Regions from separate parts of the Sus scrofa genome. Here region 1 is linked to region 2. A link is a contact called in public Hi-C data. All regions are on one chromosome and are shown on one strand. Each heading gives the region's core, a stretch centred on a gene start, on an enhancer-like site or on the middle of the called end of the contact. The rest is flanking DNA. Distances are from core to core; before and after follow the strand shown. Region 1 overlaps LOC110260299 (a long non-coding RNA gene). Region 2 has its middle 33 kb from the start of ATP1B1.

Region 1 (6,589 bases), core at 3,268-5,767, 200 kb before region 2:
AGCCACTGGCCTACGCCAGAGCCACAGCAACTCTGGATCCAAGCCACATCTGCAATTTAAACCACAGCTCCTGGCAACGCCGGATCCTTAACCCACTGAGCGAGGCCAGGGATCGAACCCACAACCTCATGGTTCCTAGTCGGATTCGTTAACCACTGAGCCACGATGGGAACTCCAAAAGGACAAGATTTGAAAGACACTCAGTGGCAATATTGAAAGCACTCTTTCAAGAACCACTTCAGAGCCCAAGCAGAGTAAACACACACACATACACACAGACACACACGGTGGGGGGAGGACATAGCTTATTAAAACTCTTGCAGGAATTCCCGTCGTGGCTCAGTGGTTAACGAATCCGACTAGGAACCATGAGGTTGCGGGTTCGGTCCCTGCCCTTGCTCAGTGGGTTAATGATCCGGCGTTGCCGTGAGCTGTGGTGTAGTTTGCAGACACGGCTCGGATCCCGAGTTGCTGTGGTTGTGGCGTAGGCCGGTGGCTACAGCTCCGATTGGACCCCTAGCCTGGGAACCTCCATATGCCGCGGGAGCGGCCCAAGAAATAGCAACAACAACAACAACAACAAAAAAGACAAAAAAAAAAAAATTTAAAAAAAAAAACACTCTTGCAAATCGGAGATTAAGAGAAAATCTTCAAAGTAGCCAGAAAATAAAGACAATACTTTTTAAGAAGCAACAACAAAACTAACAATTGACTTCTCACCAAAATAATGGGTGCCACTTATAAAACACTGAAAGAAAATAACTGCTAATCTAGAACCCTATGCCCAGTGAATAAACCTTTCAAAAATGAAGATGAAATGAAATCATTTGGACTTATCTCCTGCCTCACCTTTATATTATTTATCGCCAAGACATAGCATGAAAATATATATTAGGAGTTCCCATCATGGCTCAGTGGTGAAGAACCCGACTAGTATCCATGATAATGCAAGTTCAATCCTTGGCCTTGCTCAGTGGGTTAAAGGATCCGGTATTGCCGTGAGCTATGGTATAGGTTGGGATGCGGCTTGGATCCTGTATTGCTGTGGCTGTAGCTGTGACTGACAGCTGTAGCTCTGATTCAGTCCCTAGCCTGAGAACTTCCAAATGTCTCAGGTATGGCCCCAAAATCAAATATAAATATTAAATAAGTTATTTGGGACAAAGAAATATAGTCCCAGATATGTGTGGAAATGCACAAAGGAATGAAGAGGCATACAAAAGGGAAATATGTGGGTGAATATAACATGTATAACAATAAACATCTTGGAGAGTTTAAAAAATATATAATACTAAGTGAAGTAAGTCAGAAAGAGAAAGACCATATGATATCACTTATATCTGGAATCTAATATATGGCACAAATGAAACTTTCCATGGAAAAGAAACTCATGGACTTGGAGAACAGACTTGTGGTTGCCAAAGAGGAGTGGGGGGAGTGGGATGGACCAGGAGCATGGGGTTAATAGATGCAAACTATTGCATTTGGAATGGATAAGCAATGAGATCCTGCTGTATAGAACAGGGAACTATATCTAGCCACTTGTGATGGAGCATGATGGAGGATAATATGAGAAAAAGAATGTATGTTTGTGTGTATGTGTGTGTGTGTGTGTGTGTGTGTGTGAGACTGGGTCACTTTGCTGTACAAAGAAAATTGACAGCACTGTAAACCATCTATAATGGAAAAAATAAAAATCATTAAAAGTTAAAAAAATGTATAATACATATAGGACCATAACATCGGTAACATAAAGGAGTAAAGGCTAAAGATTGTTAAAGTATGCTAAGTAAGGTCTTTGACTTCTCAGTAAAGTAATAAAACTACTAATTTATATCAGTCTTAGATGTATATTCTAATCTCTGTAGAGTCGCCAAAAATTTGTTTTTGAAAAAGTATAAATAGCCATATTAGGAGGGCAAATTGGAAGCAATAAAAATGCTTGATTACTCCAAAAAAAGGAAAAAAGTGAACAAGTAATAGAGATTAAATGGATTATTCAAGTCATAGAGCTAAAAGGGGTGAACTTGGACTCAAACCTAAGCTTCTCTGGCTATGAAGCTTGTTCTCGTCAACATTCATGCTATGCTGCCTCCCAGAAATGTAGGGGAATGTGCTGTGTAGGGCTGAATTCTGTTTACTTCATTATTTATACACTCATTCATAATTCATAACTCATCTAGATCCAAGAATGACGTAAATAAGTTTTTGTTATTTAGGAGAATGTAAACAAACTGACCCAAAGTTCTATTTAGGAAACTAATATATGGTTGTAAGCCCTAGGGAAAATGCCTCCCAGAATGTAGTTATTGCTAAAGTAAATACAAGAGATCTTTGAGAAGTAAAATTCCATGCAATAAAGTCCTGTAAACCTCTCTCAATTCTTCTCTCTCTCATTCTTCCCACAGGTATAACACATTTGGTCGTCTAGCTTCAAAGCCAAAAGAAATGTGTTCTCAGGTGAGTGAGGAGCTACAAAAAATTGTCATGCTATCCATGGAGGACCTGATAGGTGACAGATCATTAGTATAAAGACCACAAAAATACAAATGCCTGCATCTAAACACAGGGGCAAATGGCCTCGTGCATGTCAGTCTCTTCTGGGGTGACCACTGTATTATCAGGGGTGGTATAATAGTTGTTCATAATAAAACTCGATTACTTGGAAAATGTAAAAACATTTAAAACTATTCTAGTGTTATAAAAATATGTATTTCATCAAATGTTTTCATTAATACTATCAATTTAAAACTAGAATTTTGCTTTTTTAAAGATACTAATTGCCTGAAAAATTCATGGGTGTGACAAATGAATTTGTCACAAGTTCAAAAGTGGGGAACACAAGAAATTATTTGGCAGAGTAGATATTTCCTTGGTGACAAACTCTAAAGCTAAAATTTGATAAGTTGTCCTTTATTGTCTGAGACATGTTATGAACAGATAAAATGTGGTGGGTGGGGATATGCATACAAAACAAAAGCCTATACTTTTGTATATTTTCATGTAGTATATAAACTTCTCAATCCAACAATCTTGTTATTCATTTTTTTCCAAAATAAATTTGAACATAAGCTCTCCAGATACCTTGGGGAAAGGTAGTCTTTGGAAAATTATGGTAAGAAATATTTTTCAGGCTTACATACACTAGGTAATTGGTATATGTAGAACCAACAAAAAGGATAAAAGAGGTGAATTCATGTGTCTTCACATAAGGTAGTATTTCAGAGTCCTCTGAACTGTTCAAATACCTAGGACATATGTACTATTTATCACCTGCCACCTTGTCTCTGGGTTTATGGTTACGATTATAACGGGGAAGAGAAAGAATGGCTTGGCGGGTTTGCTTTCAACAGAGTTTTTTAAAGCTGGAATTATTTAAAACATAATTCTAACTACATTTATTATAAAGAATACCTCTGAGTAGTAGCATAGTCAAGGCAGTATAAATAAAAACACTGAAAGAGAAAATCCTCCGTGTTTTTTTTCAGCTACTATTAGTCTAGTCACTGCTTCTCTTCAAGCCTCAGTTCCCCCCCTCTATAAAAGATATGGATTTGATGAGAAAACCTCTATGGCCTTCCAACTCAGAAGCAGTGCTAAACATTCTCTATTTTTTTTTGTCTTTTAACCCTTTCTAGGGCCTCTCTCTCTCCGTGGCACATGGAGGTTCCCAGGCTAGAGGTCTAATTGGAGCTCACAGCAACGCGGGATCGGAGCTGCATCTGCCACCTACAACACAGCTTACGGCAACCCCAGAGCCTTAGCCCATTGAGCAAGGCCAGGGATCAAACCCGAAACCTCATGTTTCCTAGTTGGATTCGTTAACCACTGCGCCATGACGGGAACTCCACTCTCCATTGTTCTTTAAGGTCACTCTTAGTCTTCATAACTCAAGAAGATGAACTTCTTGCTTCCTAACCACATAAAATCTGTGAGTTCTAAAGTAAATCCAGTATCTCTTTTTTAATTTATTTATGGGTCTTGAATTTCCACCCAGTTTCTATCAATTGAATCATTAACTCTTGGAGTCTAAGGAAGCTTAAATATTATTCAATCCCTGTTTACTCAGATGAGGAGCTTGGGGTTTAGGAATTTGCCCAGGTTCACACCTAATGGCACAGTCAGCACTAGAACCCAGTTTCCCAACCATCAGTCCTCCATAGAATGTTCTCTAGCCTGTGACACTGCCTCCTTACAATATATTTGATACAATGTCTACATTAAAATTACAGGAAATATCAAAAGTCCACACAGCTTCTGGAGTCAGTATTAGAAGAAAAGGAGCCAATTTAAATATGTTGAAGTTGAGGGTCTCTGAAAAATATTAATAAAACATTATTAAGAGGTTAAGTGGCTCCAGGGATAAGGATCTGGCCTCCTTTGCCTACTCAGAACTTGGTGAAAACAAAGTCTTATGTGTAAATGTATTTTTGTTGAAGTTTTTCCACTGAGACTGAGGGAGGGCAAACTGATTTAGATAAAATGAACACTGACCTCAGCTGACCCAAAACTGTTGCCCAAGGCACAAAACAAAGCCCCAATCAACTCTAGCCTCGGTTCAGAGAAAGGGCAGCAAAGGGGAGGGCTGGTGAGGATGGTGGCTGAGAAATAAAAACATTTGTATGATTCTCCTCTTCCTGACCAGAATTCATGCTGCCAAATTGTCATAAGAAAGGCTGTTTGTACAGACATCCATTCCCAGTTAAAATAAAAGTATAAGTCAACTCATCTGATTTTTCACTTGGTTCCTAAAGAATAATTTAGTGAACTTTCTGAATTTCTGGCTTTTTAGATAAAGAGGTGTTTCCTATATCAGGAAGATGTGTCCTGAGTGAAAAATGTTTGTGCCTCTTTCCTAGGAAGGTAGGATCTGAAAAAGTTATTTAGTGTTCAAGTGTATCAAAGATTGGGGGCAGGAGTCACACAAAGACAAGAACAGCTATCGTGTAGGCCAGTGTGTAGATGGGCTTCTTAGGTCTGTTAAGTCGGACACTGGAAGTAGGTCAGCATCCACAAGACCATAGTGAGGACACAAACCTGATCCCAAGAACTAGGGACAAGACCATGATGTTCCCTGACAAACCCAAGAAACATTAAGATTAATCCATGATGGTGAGTCTGTAAAGGGTTTTAAAGGATTGTTTTTCCATTTTAAATTTATGCCATGAAACTCAAGCTCTGCTCCAATCCTTACCTTGAGTCAGCAACAGGGACAGAAGATGGGATTAAACAGACTGATAGTTTGATTTAATGTGTCATATACCGTATTTCCTATGGCACTCGGGTTACCATCTGAAGGGCAAAAATAAATGATTTGGGCCAAGCACATTTTGGGGCAGCAGTCATCAGACACTGACTTGAGTTAATCCAGTTAAAATACAATTTGAATAACACCATCTGCACAAGGAATTAAAAGGATGGCCCCAGCCAGTGAGAAGAAAAGCAGAAAGTAGGTCCTAGAGATATTTAGTTCTCCCTGTCCACTGTGTTGGCTGGTCTTTGGGGGTATGATTCGCAACTTGGGAGAGGAAAAGTCAACGTCGCAAGTTCTGGTAGGGCGAAAAGGAAATAGATACTGCAGACATTGAAAGGGCTTTATTCCCCACTGGCATCTTTCCCATTACCTGCACAAACAATTGAATTAGTTATAGAATGATATCAGTGGCTAATTTTATTATAGCTAGCTTATTGGGCATTTACCATGAGTACAGTACTTACAGAAAGTCACCGAGAAAATTTAATTCACTTGTAAATACATGTTGAGCACTGATTTTGTTCCAGGAATTGTGCAGGTAAAAGGATGAATAAGATTTAGCGCTGCTCTTGAGAAGCTTATAAGAGATACAAATGATAGTGAGACCTGGCCCTGGAGGACAGCAGACTCGCTTTCTGCAGAAAGGTGGAATCCACAGGGAAGTTGTCTGAACTTCATCCCTACAGCTTCATAGGGGAAAGGGAACTAATGGAGCAGGCAATATTTAAAAGGCACCTAATGGAGTTCCCATCATAGCTCAGTGGTTAACGAATCCGACTAGGAATCATGAGGTTGCGGGTTCAATCCCTGGCCTTGCTCAGTGAGTTAAGGATCTGGGGTTGCCGTGAGCTGTGGTGTAGGTTGCAGATGCGCCTCGGATCCGGATCCTGTGTTGCTGTGGCTCTGGCGTAGGCCAGCAGCTACAGCTCCAATTAGATCCCTAGCCTGGGAACCTCTACATGCCGTGGGAGCAGCCCAAGAAATGGCAAAAAGCAAAAAAAAATAAAATAAAATAAAATAAAAAAATAAAAAAAAATAAAAGGCACCTAATTAGTTCCAGGCAGGAACTGGGAAAGAGAAGTGAGAAGAAGGACTAACTTTTTGGGTTCTCTCTATTCGTGGTCTCATTTAATTGCTTTAACAAATCTCAGAGGTATGTATGGCTATATCAATTTTACAGAGTCTTAGAGAGTTCAAATTATTTTCATAAGTGCTCACAGCTAAGTTTTTTCAATTTTCAAAGTTTTATTGAAATACAGTTGATTTACAATGTTGTGATAATTTCTGCTGTACAACAAAATGATTCTGTTAAGCATGTACATGCATCCATTCTTT
Region 2 (7,435 bases), core at 2,797-5,296:
ATAGGCTTTCTGAGAGGTTATCATAGAACCAATCTCTTTGACTTCAGTTTCTCCTCTTTCCAAGACAGCATGAAAAATATGACCAAATCAATCCTATTAACATATTGGTTTTCATCTAATTGTTCTCCTCCTAAAAAATATCCAGGATTCTTTATCCACATAAAAAGCTCCAGCTCCATAGATAGCTGAAATTTACTTATCTTACTTTACAATATGGTCCTACCTCCCTTCTAAGGCCTGGTCTCTGCCTTTCTCCATAATTTGCATCTTCTATTTGATTCCAGCTTAATCATCTCCTAAACAGTTTATACTTATCTCCTACTCCAAACATTTGCTCAAGTTATATCCTCACCTCTGTGTTTTTCCATTATTCATTCATCTATTTGAATCTTACCTAGCCCTATTTATTTTTTATTCTTTTTATTCATCCATATTTTCTTAGTTTTCTAACAATATTTTTTATCTAGATCCTAGGTGTTACTAGGGCCCAGATTTCACACTTTCTTCCCCAAAAATTCTGGCTGGCTTTGATAACATCTTCTGTGACTACAATCTGGACCACCTGCCAGAGCTCTTAGCTCTCCTGTGGGTGGATCTTTCTCTCCAACCAGGCCCGGCATTTTTTCTTTCTTGTGCATTGTGTTTTGTTTGTCCTGTGACTCTTTCCAGAAAGGTTTTAGGAGAGCTTAAAGAAAACACACACACACATAATTGCAGAATACAAATAGTACAAGGCAGAAGAGGGATCCAATAAAGATAAATAGTGTAATTCTGACTTCCTACGAGGTCTCTCAATCCCAGGTACTCTGTGTCCTAATACCTTGTTAATACATTTCACTGAAACTCTGGCAGGGAAAGAGCAGGATGAAGAAGAGAAGATATAACAGAAAGAATCCCAGATCCTTAATCCTTTACTCATTCATTTATACTGTCATTCAATAAAAATGTTTAAGCCATCTATTCCATACCATGTACTGGTTCTAGAACTAGTTTCACAACTTGAATGACCCTCTTTGTCTATTTAGCCTTATTTGTTAGATAATGCAATTAAAATAAAAAAGGAAGGTTAGACTGTGACCTTTCCCTATTGAGTATAAAATGAATTTAAAGAAAGCATTATTTACATAGATAATTCAACACTGAAAGCCAGGACTGGCCCATGTGTTTGAAACCTAAAGCTAATTTGTAAGGTAAACACTGATCCTAAAATAGGGCTAGTGTTTTCTGAATTTGCTTTATATTTCATGTGTGCTGAGTTTTCAGGGAAATTTGCATTTATGAATTGAGTAAATCTAATAACCAATGAATACATAAAAATTAGTCAACCTGATTGGTGAGCAAATTATTGAAAATGATATAGTTTTTAAAGATAATGTGAAACGACAATGAAGTCCAACCACATACCCACTAGAACATCTAAAATTTTAAAGATTTTAAACAACAAATATTGGAAATGATTTACAATAAATAGAACTCCAATAGGTGGGTGGATTAGTACAACCATTTTGAGAAACACTTTAGCAGTTTTATAAATAGTTAAAATGGACATCTGCCCTGTGACTTGGCAATTCCATTCCTAGCTATTTGTCTGAGAAAAATAAAAAGAATTGTCTACAAAAAGACTTGTATAAGAATAGCCAAAATTGGAAGCACTCTAGATGTCTGTCAACAGAAGAATGAATAAATGAACTTTGATATAATCATACAGCAGAAAAATACCAATAAAAAGTAACAAACTACTCATATAGGAAACAATATAAATGTTTCAAAAATATTATATTGAATGAAATTGTAAAGTATGTGATTCCAATTATATGAAAGTCTAGAACCTACAGTGATGGGAATAAGATCAATATTTACTTCTTGGGTGTAGAGGGAATTGACTGGGAAGAGGCATAAGGAAATGTTCTAGTATGACTGAAATATCCTGTGTCCTGACAGGCACTCATCAAAATTGGTTGACAGTAGTTACAGTTAAAATCTGACCATTTCACTGTATTCAATTATATCTCAATAAACCAAACAAACTTTAAAAGATAATGCCGAGGGAAATTTGGGGAGATGGAAATGCTCTAAAACTGGATTGTGGTAGTGGTTGCAACTGTATACATTTATTAAAAAGTATTGAAGATTCCCTTTTCTCCACGTGCTCTCCAGCATTTGTTATTTGTTGACTTGTTAATCCTGGGCATTCTGATCAGTGTGAGGTGGTTCCTTATTGTAGTTTTGATATGCATTTCTCTAATAATTAGTGATGTTGAACATTTCTTCATGTGCCTGTTGGTCATCTGTATATCTTCTTTGGAGAAATGTCTATTCAGGTCTTCTGCCCATTTTTCAATTGGGTTGTTGGTTTTTTTTGCTGTTGTATAAATTTTGTGCATTTTAGAGATTAAGCCCTTGTCAGTTGCATCATTTGAAACTATTTTATCCCATTCCATAGATTGTCTTTTTTGGGGTTTTATAAATGGTATCCTTTGCTGTGTAAGAGCTTACCAGTTTGATTAGGTCCCATTGATTTAATTTTGCTTTTATAAATGTTGCCTTGGGTGACTGACCTAAGAGAACATTTGTACGGTTGATGTCAGAATGTTTTGCCTAGGTTCTCTTCTAGGAGTTTTATGGTGAGCACTGTTGGTGGGAATGTAAATTGGTACAATCACTATGGAAAACAGCATTGAGGTACCTCAGAAAACTAAATATAGAACTATCATATGACCCAGCAATCCCACTCTTGGGCATATATCCAGATAAAATTTTCATTCAAAAAGATAAATGCAGCAATATTCACAGTAACCAAGACATGGAAACAACCTAAATGTCCATCGACAGATGAATGGATTAAGAAGATGTGGTCTATATACACAATTAAATACTACTCAGCCTTTAAAAAGAATGAAATTATGTCATTTGCAGCAACATGGATGTAAATAGAGACTCTTGTACTAACCGAAGTAAGTCAGAAAGAGAAAGACAAATACCATATGATATCACCTGTATCCGGAATCTAATATATGACACAAATGAACCTTTCCACAGAAAAGAAATTCATGGACTTGGAGAATAAACAAGTCATTGCCAAGGGGGAAGGCGAAGGGGTGGGATGGACTGGGAGTTTGGGGTTAATAGATGCAAACTATTGCATTTGGAGTGGATAAGCAATGAGATCCTGCTGTATAGAACAGGGAACTATATCTAGTCACTTGTGATGGAACATGATAGAGGATAATGCGAGAAAAAGAATATATATGTGTGACTGGGCCACTTTGTTATACAATAGAAATTGACAGAAGACAGTAAATCAACTATAATGGAAAAAATAAAAATCTTTTTAAAAATCATTGAACTATTTATTTATAATGAGTAAATTTTAAAATATGTCAGGCTATGATTAGAGTCCCTTTTCTCCCAAAATGAAGTAGACAGTGCAATGTGATGAAAAGACTGCTAGACAAGTCAAGAAAGCTGAATTTCAGAATTGGCTTTGTCACTTATTAGCCATGTGTCCTTATGCATGTACCTTCCCTCTCATGTCTATAACACATGAAGGTTCTACTTACACATGTAAGTGCTCCTCCAGATCAAACAGTCTACTGTTTCAAATTAGCTCATACCCTTCTCTTCCCTGTCTCTTAAGGTTTAGTCCTTTTGGGCACTCTTGCCCCTCTCTCCTTCCTCTGTCCATGGTTTTCCTGGGGACATCTGTCCTGTGATCTCCAAACTGTACAAGGTCAGAAGGTTGTCTGCCAATGGGCCGCGCAAGCAGGTGCTGAAACATTGCCCTATTGCTTGCTGCCCATTTAGCTAGAGTTGTGTTAATTTTTTTCTGCCTAACTGGATTAATAGGGCACACATATGTCTGTAGACAGAGCCCCATTGAATACATTTTGCAGAGTAAACAAAAGTTTAATTTTCTTTAAACAGACATCAGTGCTTTAGGATGTGTGAAGCCCAGAGAGTGACTTCCTCAGGCAGCCTGTCTCTCCTAGGGGATGGGGCTGCCCAGATCTTGACCCAGTGAGGAGGAAAAATACAGGCGCAGGGGAAAAGAGTTCTGACGCATTCAGCTAAACTAAATTACAACCAAGTGAAAGGAGAGACAGGGAGAACTAGGTTGTGTTATCAGTTTTCAACTTCTGTTAACTTTATTGGCATGACAAGGTAGACACATTGCCAAAGTCAATGCAGTAGATCTGTGTGCCTAAGGCAAGCTTTGGTGCTAATGGAGGTTTTAGTGCCAGACATTCTGTCCTGTGATGTTTACTAAAGTCCTTCTTGGTCTCTAGCTACCACATGTTGTGGTTATAATCTTGCTATTGAAGGTCAGAGAATTTGTTTGAGGTCCTCAAATCAAACTTACAGTAAGGGTCTTCTCTGCTGAAACCTTTTTATACTATTGAAAAATTTCGTGGGCTTATATTTTTATTTTGTTTAACATGTAGTATACAACAATAAAAATAAACAATTATTTTCAGACAGGATATTGTTGAAATATTACACTTCCTAGGCATGCTTTTAAAATAAAACATATTCTATGAAAACCACCTAAAATTTCCTTATCAAAAAATCTTGCTTTAATGTCTATATTTCTAGTAAATACCTAGTTAAGCTGTTAATATCTAGGATCTTCATGCAAAGCACCTCTATCCTTAAGAGAAAATGGAGAAATGACAAGGGTTTTTTTAATTTTATAATGGTTTTTATTTTTTCCATTATAGCTAGCTTACAGTGTTCTGTCAGTTTTCTACTGTACAGCAAACTGACCCAGTTACACTCTTCACAATAGCCAATTCATGGAAATAACCTAAATGTCTATCAACAGAAGATTGGATTAAGAAGATGTGATATATATACACAATGGAATACTACTCGGCTATAAAAAGAACAAAATAGTGCCATTTGCAGCAACATGGATGGAACTAGAGACTCTCATACTATGTGAAGTAAGTCAGAAAGAGAAAGACAAATACCATATAATATCACTTATACCTGGAATCTAATATACGGCATAAATGAACCTTTCCACAGAAAAGAAACTCATGGACATAGGAAATGACAAGATTTTAGCTCATGATTTTAGTAGTATAGATATGCACCGTGTTGTTATGACCAGGAGCCCAGCCTGAGCTGCCAGGCTGAGAAGCAAGATGATAGATAAAACATAATTATAGATAATGGATACAGATCATGTGCAGATCATGACTCTGGCCAGCAAGTATGTGATAATGGCTAAGATTAATGTTTAAACAAATATTTGTTTTAAAGGAGGTGAAAGCTTGTAGTGTAACATATGTTTCAGATACAGCACACTTATGGCACAAGCCTGCCATTTGGGGTACGTGACCTATGGACAAAGCATCACCTTTACTTCATGGCATCTTCCACTAATTATGGGCTATTATCTTTGTGAGCTGTCTGTATTAAATGACTGACTGAAAGCATTCATACCTTCAAAGACTAGAATATTTGATCTATAAAGAACCTACTAAATTAGCTAGTACCATCCTCTCATTTTACAAAAACTGAGGTCTAGATATTTTTGTTTGCATATTTTCTTTAAGGTCAACATTTAACAACTAAGGTGATCCTAGAATTCAGGTCTCTTGACTCAGGAGAGTTAATGTTCCATTATACCAGAATCCTATTGCACATTGCCTCCTGTACTTTGCCCTCAATATATTCATGTAAAAGTTAATACTCAAGTGTAGAAAGAGGCCAACGTCCACTAACAGTAAATTAACCAATAAATCTTACCTATTTTTCCACTTCACCTAGTAGTTTTATTTGCTCATTTCAATCATCTTTCTAAAAAAAAAAGTAGTTTGCTTGTTGGTTGTTGGGTTGGTAAGTTCAAGGTATCCTTCAAATTAATGTAAAAACCAAGGTGTAATCAAAGGCTTCATTATTCTATGAGTTTAATAAGCATTCCCAAAGGAAAGTCGTTGTTATCACTAACACAATCACAAGATCGGTTATATGAGAATGAAGATATATATTTATATATAAGATATAGACATATATATGTATGTGCCTGTGTATATATATACCTCATTGCTTATATATATGCAAACATACACCTATATCTCATGTGTGTGTATATATATCTTATTGCTTATATATATATACACACACACATATATATACATACACAGACATATATACATACCCACATATATCTATAGCTCTCATATATATAATAATATATGTAATAACATATATACTATTTCCCTCTAAATATTTTAGTAGTTCTTCAAAGGTACATTTTTTAAAGTAACTGGTGAGATTGGAAAAGGGCAACAGATTTATCAGAAAGTGAATGACATAAACAATCCAGCTCTGAACTTTTTTTCCCCCAGTTAAAAGGCTTAGGAAATTAACAAGTTTCCTGAGTCAGGATCTTAAATATTTATGTACACTCCAAGTGTTCTTATGTTCTTACTAATTTTAGAGATGTCCAAATTAAGGGACTGGGATAAAATCAAGGACTAGGATTAATCAGCTAAGATCTCCATTTCCCAAGCATTGGGAGCTATTATCCAGAAGAACAGCACATCACACTTTGATGAGGGAAATTAAAATGTTCTCCCAAGATATTCTATTTGTAAAACATTTTCCAAATTGAATTCCAGTTGCAGAAATATTTTTGGCAATGTAAAAGCAGGGGGCTGAGAGTCTGGTCTGCGCCAGCTTTGCTGACTCCAGCAACCAGGGGTGGAAAATCTGGGCTGGAGGAGAATAAGCAAGAGCTGGTAAGGCCGATCTCATACCAAGAAGGGTAAGTGGTCCCTAGGCATCTGATTTTAGCTGCTGGTCACCTCCATCTGTTCCCTAGACTCTCAGGTACAGATGTTGCTACACTGAAAAATGTACATTAAAGACAGAAATGGTTGGAGAGAGGAAGAAAGAAGTCTCAGGTACTGAAGCCTTGTGTAAGCTACTCCCTGAGGCCCAGTGACTCCGAAGGATGTGCAGTGGGAGCATGATCCTGGACCAGCAAGAGCTGTCCTAGAGTCACACTGGAGCCAGCTGGGTACTGCTGCTAAACCTTGGCGTTGCCACGAGCTGGCCCAGCATTCATGGCCAGGTCTTGGTATTCTTCTGTTGAACAGAATCAGTGTCACAGATGAACAGAGCAGGCTTCTCTATGACTATGGTGGAGTTAGACCAAATCAAGAATATTCTGTGATCATGCCTAAACAGATAAAAACATGAACATTTCTCAAACCCACAAATGACTCAGTATTTCTTAGGCTGACTAATATGTGTGAATGCTATTTCTTTACCAATTATATCTTTAACCTCACTCTAGACAGCCTCTCCATCACAGAATTACCTCTGCTTCCTGGCAGCATTCAATTCAGAGCAAAGATCTGCTTCTTTAAAGCCTACCCCAAATCACCTAATACAAGCACACCATTTCCTAAGCATTTCTTTT

Evidence for each region. Hi-C and Micro-C count contacts between places; a contact is called where the count stands out from the background.
Region 1: a contact with region 2 is called in a Hi-C map of liver, with 5 times the contacts expected there. The contact joins two enhancer-like sites. A contact is called at or near these places in 2 of 47 Hi-C or Micro-C datasets (both in liver) and 1 of 2 datasets of contacts at active chromatin or transcription factors (alveolar macrophages).

The regions. Positions count from the first base shown.
Region 1 is chr4:82,166,214-82,172,802 of Sscrofa11.1, reverse strand. The region is part of intron 2 of LOC110260299 (a long non-coding RNA gene); the gene reads right to left. It also overlaps the pseudogene LOC106510108. Among named protein-coding and RNA genes, the nearest start is that of DPT, 120 kb to the left of the region's middle. Within about 2 kb of position 4,517, at least 5 of the 83 cell types and tissues checked have an H3K27ac peak or open chromatin away from gene starts, as enhancers often do. A contact at or near this core is called in liver, where this site is marked.
Region 2 is chr4:81,966,067-81,973,501 of Sscrofa11.1, reverse strand. No RefSeq gene overlaps it. Among named protein-coding and RNA genes, the nearest start is that of ATP1B1, 33 kb to the right of the region's middle. Within about 2 kb of position 4,046, at least 7 of the 83 cell types and tissues checked have an H3K27ac peak or open chromatin away from gene starts, as enhancers often do. A contact at or near this core is called in liver, where this site is marked.